Linked DNA regions of Pan troglodytes: region 2 is linked to region 1. A link is a contact called in public Hi-C data. All regions are on one chromosome and are shown on one strand. The core of a region is the stretch at or near the end of the contact, and the rest is flanking DNA. Distances in the headings are between cores, read along the strand shown. Region 1 overlaps DOCK4 (dedicator of cytokinesis 4). Region 2 holds the start of LOC129135563.

What was found. Hi-C and Micro-C count contacts between places; a contact is called where the count stands out from the background.
Region 2: a contact with region 1 is called in a Hi-C map of stem cell-derived neural progenitor cells, with 4 times the contacts expected there. The contact joins the promoter of LOC129135563 here to the enhancer-like site in region 1. A contact is called at or near these places in 2 of 7 Hi-C or Micro-C datasets (induced pluripotent stem cells and stem cell-derived neural progenitor cells) and 1 of 1 datasets of contacts at active chromatin or transcription factors (stem cell-derived excitatory neurons).

What each region holds. Positions count from the first base shown.
Region 1 is chr6:127,135,213-127,142,176 of NHGRI_mPanTro3-v2.0_pri, forward strand. It overlaps DOCK4 (dedicator of cytokinesis 4), which reads right to left. Exons shown (of 52, transcript XM_519315.8): 40 at 5,915-6,081; 41 at 2,800-2,886. Among named protein-coding and RNA genes, the nearest start is that of IMMP2L, 190 kb to the left of the region's middle. Within about 2 kb of position 4,364, at least 14 of the 24 cell types and tissues checked have an H3K27ac peak or open chromatin away from gene starts, as enhancers often do. A contact at or near this core is called in induced pluripotent stem cells and stem cell-derived neural progenitor cells, where this site is marked.
Region 2 is chr6:127,819,648-127,827,043 of NHGRI_mPanTro3-v2.0_pri, forward strand. LOC129135563 reads left to right here and starts at 4,539. Exons shown (of 1, transcript XM_055078606.1): 1 at 4,539-4,697. The coding sequence starts at 4,539. The coding sequence ends at 4,697. All of the region lies in intron 2 of IFRD1 (interferon related developmental regulator 1), which reads left to right.

The sequences.
Region 1 (6,964 bases), core at 3,114-5,613:
GGGACTACAGGTGCGTGCCACCATGCCCGGCTACTTTTTTGTATTTTTAGTAGAGACGGGGTTTCACCATGTTGGTTAGGCTGGTCTTGAATTCCTGACCTCAGGTGATACACCTGTCTCAGCCTCCCGAAGTGCTGGGATTACAGGTGAGCCATGGCACCCAGCTGAAATGAGCTAATTTTTTAATCAGGACAAAAACACTTTTTTTGGGTTTTGAAAATAATAAACTACAGAGGAAACAATAGTTCAAAGGCATTGATATCTTAACAAAAGTTGATAAGCTATTGGGGGGGGGTCTGTGATTTAGAAAATAAAGGTCCCCAATTTCATCTGAAACCTTTGGTGCCACATGTTTCAGAATGAAGAACTTTTCAGATTTTAGAAAGGCAGTATAGGGCCATATATGGTATATTATGTAACCCCTAGCAGGATCTAGGGCAGGTTCCTTTAATCAAATGCATTACATTACATTAATAAGGCTGGGCATGGTGGTTTATGCCTGTAATCCCAGCACTTTGGGAGACAAAGGCTAGAGGACTGTTTCAGCCCAGGAGCTCAAGACTAGCCTGAGCAACATCGTGACACCTCATCTCTACAACAAATCAGAAAATTAGCCAGTTGTGATGGCACATGCTTGTGGTCCCAGCTACTTGGGAGGCTGAGGTGGGAGGATCACTTGAGCCCGGGAGGTCAAGGCTGCAGTGAGCCATGATCATATCACTGCACTCCAGCCTGGGCGACAGAGCAAGACCCAGTCTCAAAAACAAAAAGGAAATATAATATTTCTACAGTGAAACACATGAACATTCACACTAAGTGAAATAAAGTTAATAAATGGACTTGCATTAGAAAAGCTTGGGTGTATTATTAGCCAATGAGCTTTGGAGCTGAACAAATGAAAACATCTCTTGGTTTTCAGATGCTGACATCTGCAGATGAGGAATTTCAATTCAACGTGATGTATTTGTATTGAGCACCTACTACCTGTCCCTGTTATTGAAGACCTTCTACACTAGGAGTTAAACCAGGAAACCAATAGCTTTAATCGACAGTGAGGACATTCTAGGCAGCAAGAACAAGAGAAAAACACAAAAGCTGTTAAGAGTGGGCTGTGTTCAGGGAACAAAACAGCTGAATTTGATTTGTTCCATTTGACAGAACGTAAGATTACATATTCTAATAAAGTAGGCAGCTGATGTTTGAAAGGTTGTGTTTAGTAATGCTCCTTTTATCATTATCAGCATGCTATTTTTTATTAGCATTGTATGTGTATATGACATTTCCAAGGGCTAGGACCATTGATGAGACTTCACAGGATTTAATGCTCTGGGTAGTAAGTAGCTAAAGGCTCTCTGAATCATTAATGCAGCATGGATGACTAAAAACACTTCTACAAGTTGGACCCATGCCATTCAGCGGGAAGCATAATAAGACTTTTTGAGCACTGCGTTTAGCGGTCTCCCCACTTCCATGGAAGGTACCAGGGCACAACATGTAAGCAGCCAGCTTTTGGGGACTCTGGACCTCAGACTGGACAAGAATACAACTGTACTGATGTAATCTGCTGAATAGAGTTCAATTTTAATTTTTAAATCCTTAGCTTAATTGAACATGATAGGCTGAGAGTAGTTTCAATGCTGAGACATTCCAGGTAAGACAAACATTTCTTGAAAAACAATTTGGTCAGGAGCTGTTCTTTCTTCTGGATTGACAGAATAGGCTTGTGACCTAAATAAGGTATGAATTACATTATATTTGCACAATTGGCACACTTCCTATCAGAGAACTATGGTAATGAAAGGGTGAGACCCAGGCTCAAAAACAAACACATTATTATTTCTGCAGTGAAACAAATGAACATTCACACTAAGTGAAATAAAGTTAATAAATGGCTATAATGGATGTAGCAAGGGAGGCTGTGAGACTGCAGGGCTATGGCTGACATCGAGGTGCTGTCGCTGGAAGAACAGCACAGACAGCTGGGTGGGATCCCACCCTGGATGTGGCTGCCTTCAGCTGCTGCTCTCCCTGCTCTCCACAACTGGGGCCTGGAGCTGGGGTCACATTTTACAACCGGAGGGCTCTTGAGAGCTGTGGTTACCAGGTTCTACAGTGGCACCCACTGATCTACAGTGGGTGCTCCACCCAGGACTGCTCAGTGAGACTAATACGCTGCCATCCTTTCTACTGGGAACTGTAACAACAGGGACTTACTGTGCATCGGGCACTGTGCAGAGACTTGACATTAGCCTCCTTCAGCCTGTAAGAAACCTACTGCTAGAAGAGAGTAATATAATTGGCTTTGGAATCAGAAATATCTGGGTTGGAGTCTCTCTTCAACATCTTGCTATGTGATCTTTGGCAAAGTATTTTGACCTCTTGTCAAAAATTGCAAAGCCAGGAATAAGAATATATACCTCATAGCTTTGATATGATGATTAAATAAGATAAAGCAGGTAGTATTAGCACTGGTATGATACACTAAGCACTGAAGGTCATACAGCTATAGTAATTAGGAGAGCTGGAATTCCAAGTCTTCTAACTCAAGGGCCTGAATAGTTTTTTTACATGTAGCAAATTGAGTTGTTTTCAAGGAATCCCTCCATCTGGACACATTAGGATAATATTAATATTCACCTTCTCAGCCTTGGTAATAGCGGTCAAGACCATAAACATTCACTATTTTACTATGAGTGCTTCCAGAGAATCTGGGTCAAAGGAGAAGTAATGAATATACGGCACAACTCCAAGTGAACAACTGTGATGAGAAAGTGCTTGAGAATAAGCTCTGATCCTTACCACTTCACGCTTTTCCACTTCAAACCAGCGAGAGATGCCAGGCAAACTCTGCACCAAGTATAATGACGTTCTCTCCACCCAGAGACTCTACAAAACACAAAACACATTAAGTCTCCCAAGTTGTCCTTCTTTCTAGCTACTTCCATGACTAGTGTTTGTCGGTCACTGTTACCAGGCTTTGCTTATTCCTGTCAGCCTTTCTTTAGTCTTCATTCAAGCACTCATGAAACTATCACAGTGAGAGACTGCTGAAGCTGATTTTAACAATTCCACTGTATGTCATCAAACTTTTTTCCATGTGGAATAAATGAGCTCCTACTTCAAACAGCAAGCTTAAAAATACAAAAATAGGCTATATCATGTTATTTTCTTTGCTATTTCTCCAAAATTCTAATTCACACTCTCTTCACTCCTTAACATCTAACCACTTATATCTAGAAGGGTCAGCCAGTCAATGTATCAGCCTGTCAACGTAAGATTAGAATAAGAGTCCTAAGGGAAGCAAAGGCTTTAGGAACCACACAGCATGATCTATGTTAAGGATGAGGACACAGCCGGGCACGGTGGCTCACGCCTGTAATCCCAGCACTTTGGGAGGCCGAGGCAGGCAGATCATGAGGTCAGGAGATCAAGACCATCCTGGCTAATATGGTGAAACTGCGTCTCTGCTAAAAATACAAAAAAATTAACCGGGCGTGGTGGCGGGCACCTGTAGTCCCAGCTACTTGGGAGGCTGAGGCAGGAGAATGGCGTGAACTTGGGAGGTGGAGCTTGCAGTGAGCCGAGATCGCCCCACTGCACTCCAGCCTGGGCGACAGAGCGAGACTCCATCTCAAAAAAATTACTTTTTTTTTGAAGACACTAGGTCTTAAAGCAGCAATGTGACTTGCTCAAAAGCTACACTACCGATAGAGCCAGCATTAGAACCTACCCACTAGGACCTCTGACTCCTTGTCAGTTGCTAAATCTACGGTGCCACATTTTCTTGTGCTTGTTTGAACTGCTGTTAATAGAGGCAAATCTGTATTTTAGAGCCAGGGCTTCCTCTGGCCGGGACGAGCAACCCCAGGACATGTGAAACCATGCTGCCTTTGGTATGAGCTGCTGTTGATGACACGTTTCTTTTTTGTCAACCAGGTTTTAGTATCTACGCCTCATCTTTCTTACTTAAACCAAGTGTATTCCCAAGAGGATAATACACTTTACAAAATTCCTGAAATAGTGCCATTTACTCAAACCACAACAACAAAAAAAAATGGAAGAGTTTCTTTGAGCCAGCCAAGCTGTGCCGAGATGAATAGGGCAGAGATCCTGTGACAAGAGCTCGCAGTGTTCTGGTGGTGACAGGGAGGTAAGCAGATGAATAAGAGCTCAGAGTGAAGAGAAAGGGATGTTCAAGGCTCTGGGGGCCAACAGAGGGGGATGCAGGCACACACGCCAGCCTGGGGGAGGAGGACAGCAGTTCTCAGAGGGGGCGACGCGTGAGCTGCATTCTGAGGAGTGAGTAGGAGTTTGCCAGGAGGAGAGTGGGGGTAGCAGCGCTGGCAGGAGGAGCGGCTTGCGAAAGGGCTTGGCGGGAGAGGAAGAGAGAAGCTGAGTGTCGCGGAGGCTGAGAGGGAGGAGGGGTGAGTGGGTTGTGGTGGAGATGAGGCTTCTGGAGGGCGGTTTGGAGCCAGATTCTGAGGGCTATAAAGCAGAGGAATCAGGAGCCAGATTTATTATTATTATTTTTTAGGGAGATTGCTGCACCACTGATACAGATTTAAAGTGACAGCCACAAGGAAATGTAGTACGGTGGAAAAAACAATGGAGAAGGAGGCAGAAAATGTGAGTTCTAGGACTGGAGCTACCGGTAACTAGAAGGTGACTTTGAACAAGTCAATTGCCTGATTTCAGTGATTTCTGACTATGTTGTCACTAAAAGCAACTGCAAGAAGAACTATATCATCAACTAGCTATATCTTCTTTAATTGATTTTGGAAGGCACAAAGAATAAGTTTCCAGAAAAAACAAGAACATGATCATGGATCTTTTTAATACTATCCCATTGTTGTTTTCCAGTGGCCTCCTTGCCTTGATATTTAGCCCATCAAATCTCTGGGCACAAGGGACTGCTCTTTATTCAATCCTGTCATAACTCTGCAAAACCTTCCCCTTCTGATCTCCTCTCGGTTGTGAATGATCCCTGGAAATACTTCGGGGAGTACTGGGAACTGACACCGGCAGAGCTGACCAAGTGAGTTAACATGAGACAATCGTGTTAGGAGCACATTTCCTAGCTTAAGCAGGGAACATCTGTGATGAAAAATGCTAAGCCAATTAACTCACAAAAATAAGCTAATTTTGCATTCTTTGTTTAGATATGAAATACTAACTGGGGGGGGTGTCACTATGTCATTGTTTGCAAAGAAAGGGGCAGACTCTATCTACTGAACAATCTTGCCTCTTTTCTGCAGTGGGGCTATGAGAAACCTTGTCCCTTTCTGGCTGAGGGTGCTGAAGTAGGAAGGCGTGTTGGAACTACTGAGAGCAGAGAACTCAACACACACAAAGAATCCAAAATTTGGTTTTACTCGGAGTCCTGAGAAGTTCTAATTACACACTGTTCTAGCAAGAACAAGCAGCAAAGATGGCACATAACTTACCCAACGTACCAGCAGTCTACCCAACTGTTCTCTGTCTTCAGGAACTCCTTTTCTCTGTTCATTATGTATTCTTTATTCATTGAACTTTACGTGAAAATAAACATCCCAAGATTCCCACAATTGGTTCAACATAAATGAATAAGAGGACTGACTTCAGCCAGGAGTTCTCAAAGACTGGTCTAAGAACCACCAGCATTAGAATTGTTACAAAAAAGCTGATTTTAGGACCTCCTCCCAGACCAACTGAGTCAGAATTCCTGAGCTGGGCACCAGAAATCTGCTTGGTTAGGGAGCACTCCATGTCACTCTGATGCACGTGGAGCTGCAGAACCACTAGACTAAATGATTTATATAGTCCCTTCTGTTTCTGTCACTTGACACTATTCTGAGTAAATATTTACCAAGGGCTGTGCCCCAAGGGGCTCGCAGTCTATCTGAGGAGTTAGCATGTAATAAGAATTGCATGGTACCTTGAATTCATTCTCTTTATCTTTTGTGCCTTTGTGAAATGGTCGGTCATAGCGGAATTTCCAGATGTGATTCACTTTATAGAAGCTTTTGATGTTGTCCGGAACACCCTCTCTCTGCAGGACCTCCTGGCTCTCTGGAATGGGAGTCACAGCATATATCTGCAAATCTAGGATTAAAGAGTCAAGGAGAGAACCTGACTTGGCAAACTCCATGGAAGTCTGGCTTGGGCTGAGCTATGGCAGAGAGAAGAGGATGGGTAACAATCTTCTGTTTCCATTTCAGTTGAAGTCATTAAAAAAATTACCAAGAAGATGCCAAGAACTCAGTTCTAGCAAATCACTTCTCAAACTACAGGTCTTGAACTAGTTCTAGGTAGGTAAAGTATCAGCTTGAAATTTCCATGACTTGAAATTTTCATGACCTATGAATTCAGATATCACTAATTTTTGTGTGTGTGTGTGTAGGTAGATGGGAATGGTTTGGGCCTTAGGTACTCAGAATTAGGATAATCCTAATCCTTGTTCATGAGACATCTATTAGTCTGTGCATGACACATTTAAATTTATTGTTTGCTTATAATAACATGTAAATATCTATGCAACCACGACCAAAGACAGAAACTAGAACACTGACGATGACTTACATTTATCTGTGTGATTATCTGTGTCCCTAGCCTTCCCACATCTGTGATAACTGCTGTCCCAAATCTTGTATTCATATGCAGGGTGTTTAGTTATAGTTTATATTTTTAAAAATTACATTAAAGGAGTATCATATTAACTTGTATATTTACCTCCTTCTCTTCTTATTTAAAGAAAGATAGCAAAATATTTTTCCTATGTACTTTCTTGCATGTCTTGCATTTTGGTTTCTGCTTTGAAATGGTATTCATAATTGTCAGTGGAAGTTTTAAAAGTGTTTTTTAAGACCATCAGGTTCAGGAAAAGGCAGAGGGGTTCAGAAAAGAGTGCTGGGGTGAACTGCCTTTGTCTCTAACACCTATATAATTTCAGCTCAGTTGTTTGTGTTTAGACAATAAGAGCATGAAT
Region 2 (7,396 bases), core at 3,289-5,788, 680 kb after region 1:
GTCTAAAGAAGGCACTACAAGAACAAAAAAGAAAGACATTTAAATCAGACAAGTTGGTGGGCCCAGGATTAGTGACCCAGGATCAGTAACTTAAAGGATGGTGGGGAGATCGTGGGGAAGGATGTTCTAGGCAGAGGAGTGACATTTAATTATTAATACATTTATTCATTCAGTAAATGTGTTTTGTTAGTTCATGTCTTTTATTAACTCATACACAATTAATTGTCTTCTGGTTTGCTGAAGCAATGAGACATTTGTCACAATAATGTCTGTCAAAGTGGCTGGCCATAAACGCTCCAGTACCACATTCATCTGAAGAGCACTCTAGATGAAGGCGACTTATTTTGCCATTCTCATCCACCTTACAGTATTTCAGGACAGCCAGCTTCACCTTCTTTCGCTTACGCTTATTCTTCTCAGGAGTGGTGTAAACATTCAGTAAAAAATAATTGAATATCTAAGTGCCACGTACTGTTCCAGTACTGAAGATACAACAGTGAATAAAACAGACAGGATCTCTTTCTTGTAATTCTAACATTCTAGTAGAAGAGACAAAAAATAATTGGGCCAAAAAAATATTAAGTAGTGCGATGTACTTTGGGAGAATATAAGCAGGGTGGAGGTGCTGGTGGTAGGTGGGGTGAGGATGCGACCGTAGAATGGAGAGTGAAAGAGTGGGAGAGTAGGAAGGCCTCTTCAGGTAGGTGTCATTTAAGCTCAGATCTGAATGGCAAGTGTGAGAAGCTCGGGTTGATCATATCAGGCAGAGGGAGGAGCTGTTGCAAGTCTTAAGTGGGGAATGAACTTTGTGTTTTTAAGTTGGCAAAGACCAGTGTGGCTGAAATGCAGTGGATGAAAAGAGGGGCAGGAGATGCAATATGGAGAGAGAGGTAGGTGCCAAACCTAGGTAAGGCCTGGAAGCTTGAGAGTGGTGAGCTCAGAGACCTGCTAAGAGTTTGATATGGCATTAGGAAAGGGACTGTGTTAGGTGATGAGAGAAGTGATTTGGGAGATACAGGCAAGAAACAGATTCTGACAAGCCCTACATGGAGGATCTGGGAGGTATTATTTCTGCTCAGTGCTATGCAGAGAATCCCAAGGAGGCCATGACTAAAGTCATTCAAAGAAAACCTTTCATGTTTATGCCTTCAAGGAAGGTATGAATACTGAATCTTATCTTTATTACTTGTTCTTGAATCAAAGTCATCAATGAGAACTTAGAACTCTTCTCAGGTGTGCCCCTAAATTCTGATTAATGTAAGATTTATTTTTGCAACATTTGAGTATACTTACCCTGATGGTGATTTCTGTTCGATGGAATGTTAAACTAAGTTGTTTTGTAAGAGGAGAATATATTTTACAATGACTTAAATGTTGAGGCAGCACATAATGTCATGTTGGTAACAAATATGTGATATTTATTTATTAGAGCATGAGAGTATTTTGCCTCCTGATATATGAGGCAGACATTGCTATTTGTCTACCTTATATCCATGGTTTCCCCTTCATTCTTATCAACAGAACCTCAATTTTGTTTGCGAATGAGCCCAAACAAAAATACTTGTGTTCTAAACTTCCTTGCAGCTAGGGATCATCCTGTGACACAGTTCTGGTCAACATGTAGGTGGAAGTTTCTAGGGAGTGTGATCTTTCCTGAAGAAAAAGGCAAAGTCTGGAGAAAGCCCTTTTTCCTGTTCCCTTTCGTGCTTCCCCTTCCTTTCTGGTATTTGTAAGCATTTAGTGACTTGATGTTTGGAGTCTTCTAATTTCTTTAAACATATTGCAAAATAGTATGTGGAGCTGAAGACCACTGTCCCATGAGGAGGTGGGCTAAATCTTTGTGATGTTTGCACTGGTCTGGAGCTAAACTGCAGGCATAAAACTATAGTAAGGTAATTTTATCAAAAGTACAGTATCTCTCAGAATTCATTATACTGAAGGCTGTACTTCATGTTTGTAGTGATAAGTAGTTTCTCCCTTTCCTTGATCCAGAATGTATGTATGTAGTGATACATAAGTTTCTCCCTTTCCTTGATCCAGAAAAATCTAGTCAACGATTATTTCTTAAATGTTCATTTAACTATATATATACTAACTATAATTTCAATTTCAAATGTAACACTTCCTTTTGTGCCATGAGGGATACAGCAAGATTTTTTCAAGTTCCTGGGCCTGTAGATTTAAAAAAAAAGAAAGAAAGAAAAGTAAGAAAAAAAGAAAAGAAATTAAAAAGAGGAAAAGATTTTTGTTCTTGGGAAGCTGATAATTTCATGAGATGACAGATGTGTTCACAAATAAATGTAAAACAAGTACGTATATGATGTGGTGGGCCATGGCCAGGCCTGCCGCAGAACGACTAAGTGGATGTGAAGGGATTTGGAAAAAAAGCCCCTGCCCCAAATGCAAAGCACACATTTCCAGGGCTGGAACCTGGATGTTAGGCCTAGGTGATGTGACTCCAGAGTGGCAAAACTGTTGCCTTATGTATAGTATAAATTGTTTCTGGATGGTGAAGAGCCTAGGGTTATAAAAGTTATTGAGTCTACAATTCTGTGAGACATCTCATTCTGTATAGGCCCTGTCACTGAGTTGCAGTGTGCCTCTAGATACAAGGAGTCAGTGTGAGCTGCTTCCTCCCCCACAACCTGCCTCCGTATTTGGTTTCTGTGCTCTGTGCAGTTTACTGGCTGCTTCAGAAGTAAACAAAGTAAAAGCAACCCTGAAATGTTGCCCATTAAATAGCATCTTTGAGTAGGCCATGTGGGGAGGTAGTAAGTGCCATTAGGGCATTATTAGGATGAGTGTCAAAGAGTTGTGAGGAGGAAGAAAATTCTGGCTGGAGGCTTCAGGAAGGTGGCAGCATGAGCTACATCTTGAAAGGCGGATAAAATTTCTTAAGGTGAAGATGGGAGGAAAGGCATTACAAGAACAGGAAAGAATATGAATGAGGAAATGGAGGTAGGAGAACAGAGCTGTGTATTGGAAATGAAAAGCAGTCCTGTTTGGCTGAAGAACGAGAACTGTATGAGGAAGCAGTGAAAGATGAGGCTGGAAAGGGAGTCAGGGCCAGGCTAAAAGGGTTGGCATTTAAAGTTAGTCATGGGAGCCATGGAATGTTTTTGAGCAACTATTAAAGCAGGTGGATTCGTAAAATAGGGAACACACAAATAAATCTGGCAGCATTACTGTGCATGAAACATGGATGAAAAGACTGGGAGATCACTTAAAATGCCCAGGCATGAACTGAGGTCACATGTGATCACAGAATAGGACAGGAATTTAAGAGTGCTATTTTAAAACTAATTGCTTTGCGGGTGGGGAGGGGGTGGTGCATCAAAGGGAAAAAAGACTATGAATTTGAGTTTTGGAATTTAACATATGGGAGGATAATAAATAGTACAGTGAACAAAGGGAAGACAGGAAGAAGGAAATATAGTATTCGTTTCAGAGATGTTGGGTTGAGGCACAAGTGGAACATTCTGGTGGAAATGTGCTACAGGCAATTGAAAATAGAAGAATAGAGCTCAGCTGAGAGGTGGAGTGGCGGATGACTCACCTACATTGAGGTGAGTCAGGGACTTTGATCTGTCATAAGCATAGTATATGAACCTAATAACAGGCTCTAAATACTAGACAAATGTCCTAACAAGGAAGACAGAGATCTAGGAGTGCCTTGAGAAAAAAGGCAGCACTGCGATTATTGATCTGTATAACTCGTGTTTGTTTTACCAGCTGTGAAGTTCTCAGAACTGGCAGGTAGTATTGTCAAGGGACACATTCTTGTATAGAAACCCACAACGCTGAATCGTCATATATTCCTAGTCTAGAATCTGAGATATACACGAACTCCACAACTAAGTAGACGAAAGCATCCCTTTTTTTGGGGGGAGGGATGGGGGGCACATAACCCTGAACCACGGTCCAATTACAGGTACAGTACTGATGATGGCTTAAGTAGTTCATGGAACTAGTTAAAACTAAAACCATGGAAATGTTACCCAGGAGAGGTAAGGCTGCGTGCCTGGCAGGTGCCGCAGGGAAGTAGGGGAAAGGTTAAGGAGAACACCAGCCTCCGGAGAAAGAGAAGCAAAGGTGATTGCATAGCTGCCAGCTGGAAGCCGACTCTCGTCATAGGGCATACTCGCCCCACTGTGCATCGCCGGTGCCTACCTCACCCAGTTCCAAGGCGGGGGCGCGCCGAGGCAGGGGTGGGGTCACCAAGAAAAAAGCAAGTGGGCAGAAAAGCCCGTTGGGAAGAGACGGCCGGGAGGAGGCCCCGGCCCCAGCCTTACTACGTTTCCCAGAATTCAGTGAGGCCACGAAGACAGGCTCCCTGGGCGCGGACGGAAGACTGGCCGCATGGGATTTGTAGGCAGGATCCGCGCCCCGCCCGACGGAGGAGTACAGTGGGGAGGTGTGCAGGGATTGGCTGGGAAGCGCTCAAGCCCCGCCCACAGAGTGACGTCAGGTGGCGGTATTGCTACTTAAGGCGTCGTGGCCTCCCCTGCCCCGCCTTAGCTCCCGCGCTAGAGAGAAACATGTATCGTTTTCGATCACAGCTCTTCACGGGGATTTCTGCTGCCGCCACCGCCCACTCTTACCCCCGCCGCTTCTCGACTCCGTTGTTAGCCGAAGACTCGCCTCTCAGCCGCCCGCCGCACAGACGCACGAGTAAAAAGTGCAGCTCCATCGGCTGATCCTCGCTAAGCTCCGACTCTGGGCGGCACCAGGCGTCCCACGATGCCGAAGAACAAGAAGCGGAACACTCCCCACCGCGGTGGCAGTGCTGGCGGCGGCGGGTCAGGAGCAGCCGCAGCGACGGCGGCGACAGCAGGTAAGGGGTATCCCCGCTGCCGGCATCCCGGTTGCCGGCCAGGCTGGCGAGTCTTCCATGCTTGGGCACGGTGGGAGTTGTAGTTCTTTTTCTGATGTACACATTTGCATTTCCAGGGTGCGTGGTTTGGCTACTGAACTACAATTCCCAGCGTGCCCTAGGCGCTGCTCCTCGCGCGATTTAGATCTGGCGTGCGAACCGGACTCTTGGGCACCGGCCGTGGGGGGCAGGGAGGAACGGGTCCTTGGGCCTGAGAGTGTGTCGGGACAGGGGCTGACCGGGAGCTGGGCGGGAAAGGAACCATTGTCAGAGTTCCTTTCTCGGCGGCGATCTCGCCCGATCTCTCCCCGACCACGGGTGGGGAAGAACGGGGAGTTGAGTCCGTGCAGTCACTGGCCGCCTTTGACACCCTGGCTCCAACATGGAGCTCCTGGGATGCCAAACGTCCGGCGGGTTTGGACGGGCTCTTGCGTCACGCGGCCTGGGCCTTGCGCGGTGGGCCCGGGGTGACGCAGAGGCGCCGGGGAAGCTTTCCGTCTCGCATGTCCACCTGGCCAGGGGAAGGCGTCGGAGGCGGGGGGACCACTTTCTCCCCCCTAGGCTGTGCTCCTTCCCCTAACTGGCACCTGCAGAAGCCCTGAACCTCTAGGACCTCTGCGACCACCCGAGGCGACCTTCTGCTCACGGGGGGAAGAAACGCGTTCTCCTTTGTGCTGCATTCTATATGTTGTCTGCAGTGAGCCACAGAGAGGCAGGGTAGTGAGGAGCTTAGGTTGCAGTTGGCTAAAAGTTGAGGTTATTGTGCCCTCGCTACGAAGTTGAAACTTTTCCTGGGTGGGATGAGTAGGTGCTTAACTGAATTTATGGTTTTCTACTTATTATATGGTTAAGAAAAAGGATTCCAATTGGAATTGGAAGGCCCTTCTAGGAGAGACCCCAATAAACTCAAATCGAGTATTAAATAACCTGGGTAATATTTTATTTAGAAATTTAAACAGGAGTTAAATATTGGAGTATTCTCCGACGTTATCACACTGGAACTATTAGCCATCAGGTATTTTTGGACACAGTTGCCCCTCCGCCACGGCTGCCACTCAGAATGATATGCCTTTGTTCACAAGAAAAGTAAATATGGGGTTATGTTGTTAAAGGTTATTGGAAACTGGCATTTAAAAAAGCTCAAAAACTCGTGATCATGTATTAAACATTTAGTAATTGACCATAGGGAGGGATTCTTAAAACAGCAATTTTTTACATTTTTTAGGTGCCTCTTTATTTTGAATGCTCTCCATGTTGATGAAATTCATTCTTTATCAAGATGTAAAATATGTAATTAGTTTATTGTGGCCTCTGGTTGCTCTATGTGAATTGAGGATACTTTTTTTTTTTTTTTAAGGGAAAGAGGGAGTCTGGCTCTGTCGCCCAGGCTGGAGTGCGGTGTGGTGTGATCATAGCTCACTGCAACCTCTTAACTCCTGGGCTCAAGCAGCTCTCCCTCCTCAGCCTCCTGTAGCTAGGACTACAGGCATGTGACACCATTCCTGGCTATTTTTTACATTTTTTGTAGAGACAAGGTCTATGTTGGCCAGGCTGGTCACGAGTCCCTCGTCCCCAGGGATCTTCCTGCCTCAGCCTCCCACAATGCTGGGACGGTGCCTGGTCTGAGGATATTTCTTACCACTGTGTTTCAGCTTTTCCTCATCTGAATCAAACATTTGAATTCTTTCTAGAAGATATTTATTTTATTATTTTACCCTTTTGTTGATGAAATGGAAAAGTTTGAAAGCTAAAGTTTGAAAGTTATAATGATGTTAGTAATGGCCTAGATCACGCACAAACCTTTAATCCCGTCTAAAGTTTCTGGGCAAGCCTCCTTCCCTCTTTGTGCTTATAGTACCTATACAGGCCTCTGGTGGCTGTATGGGGATTGCCTTTTAAATTTTGCCTCAGGGCTCATTTGTGACCTTTCATCAGCTTTATTGCTGCTACCTTTTCACTATTTTAGTAGAAAAGATCCATTTCACCACTGAATTTTAGCATATGTAAACAAGTGGAAAATAATTCTTTGATTAATTTATAACACAATACATGCTTTGAATATCTTTGGAAGTGTGTGCTAGAACTTGTTAACTGTGGTTACCTCAGAAGTGGAGCTGGGGAAAGGTATGGGGGTGAGATTTACTTTTTAAAACTTTAACTTGGTCCTATGTGAATGTTTTACTTGTTTAATAAACAATGAATAAATAATAGTTGAGTAGAAGAGATGGAAAATTACACAAACTTTTGCTTACTTAACAAGCCACTTACCCAACTAGTATTTTTAAATGACATCTAAAAGAAATGGGATTCAAATGAGGTCTCCACTATGTAACCAAATTGTCATTATTACTTTAATGAGTTTTCCATTTAAACTCTTTATTTTTTTTATGTTAGTGGAGAGTTTTAGGAAGCTAATAAAATTGACTTCTTTTATACAGGTATGTCATAGCACTTAATTTAAAGAGAATATTTTTAAGAAAGAACAAAACCTTGTTAGTAAGCCCTCTAGAAGTAAGTACTTTA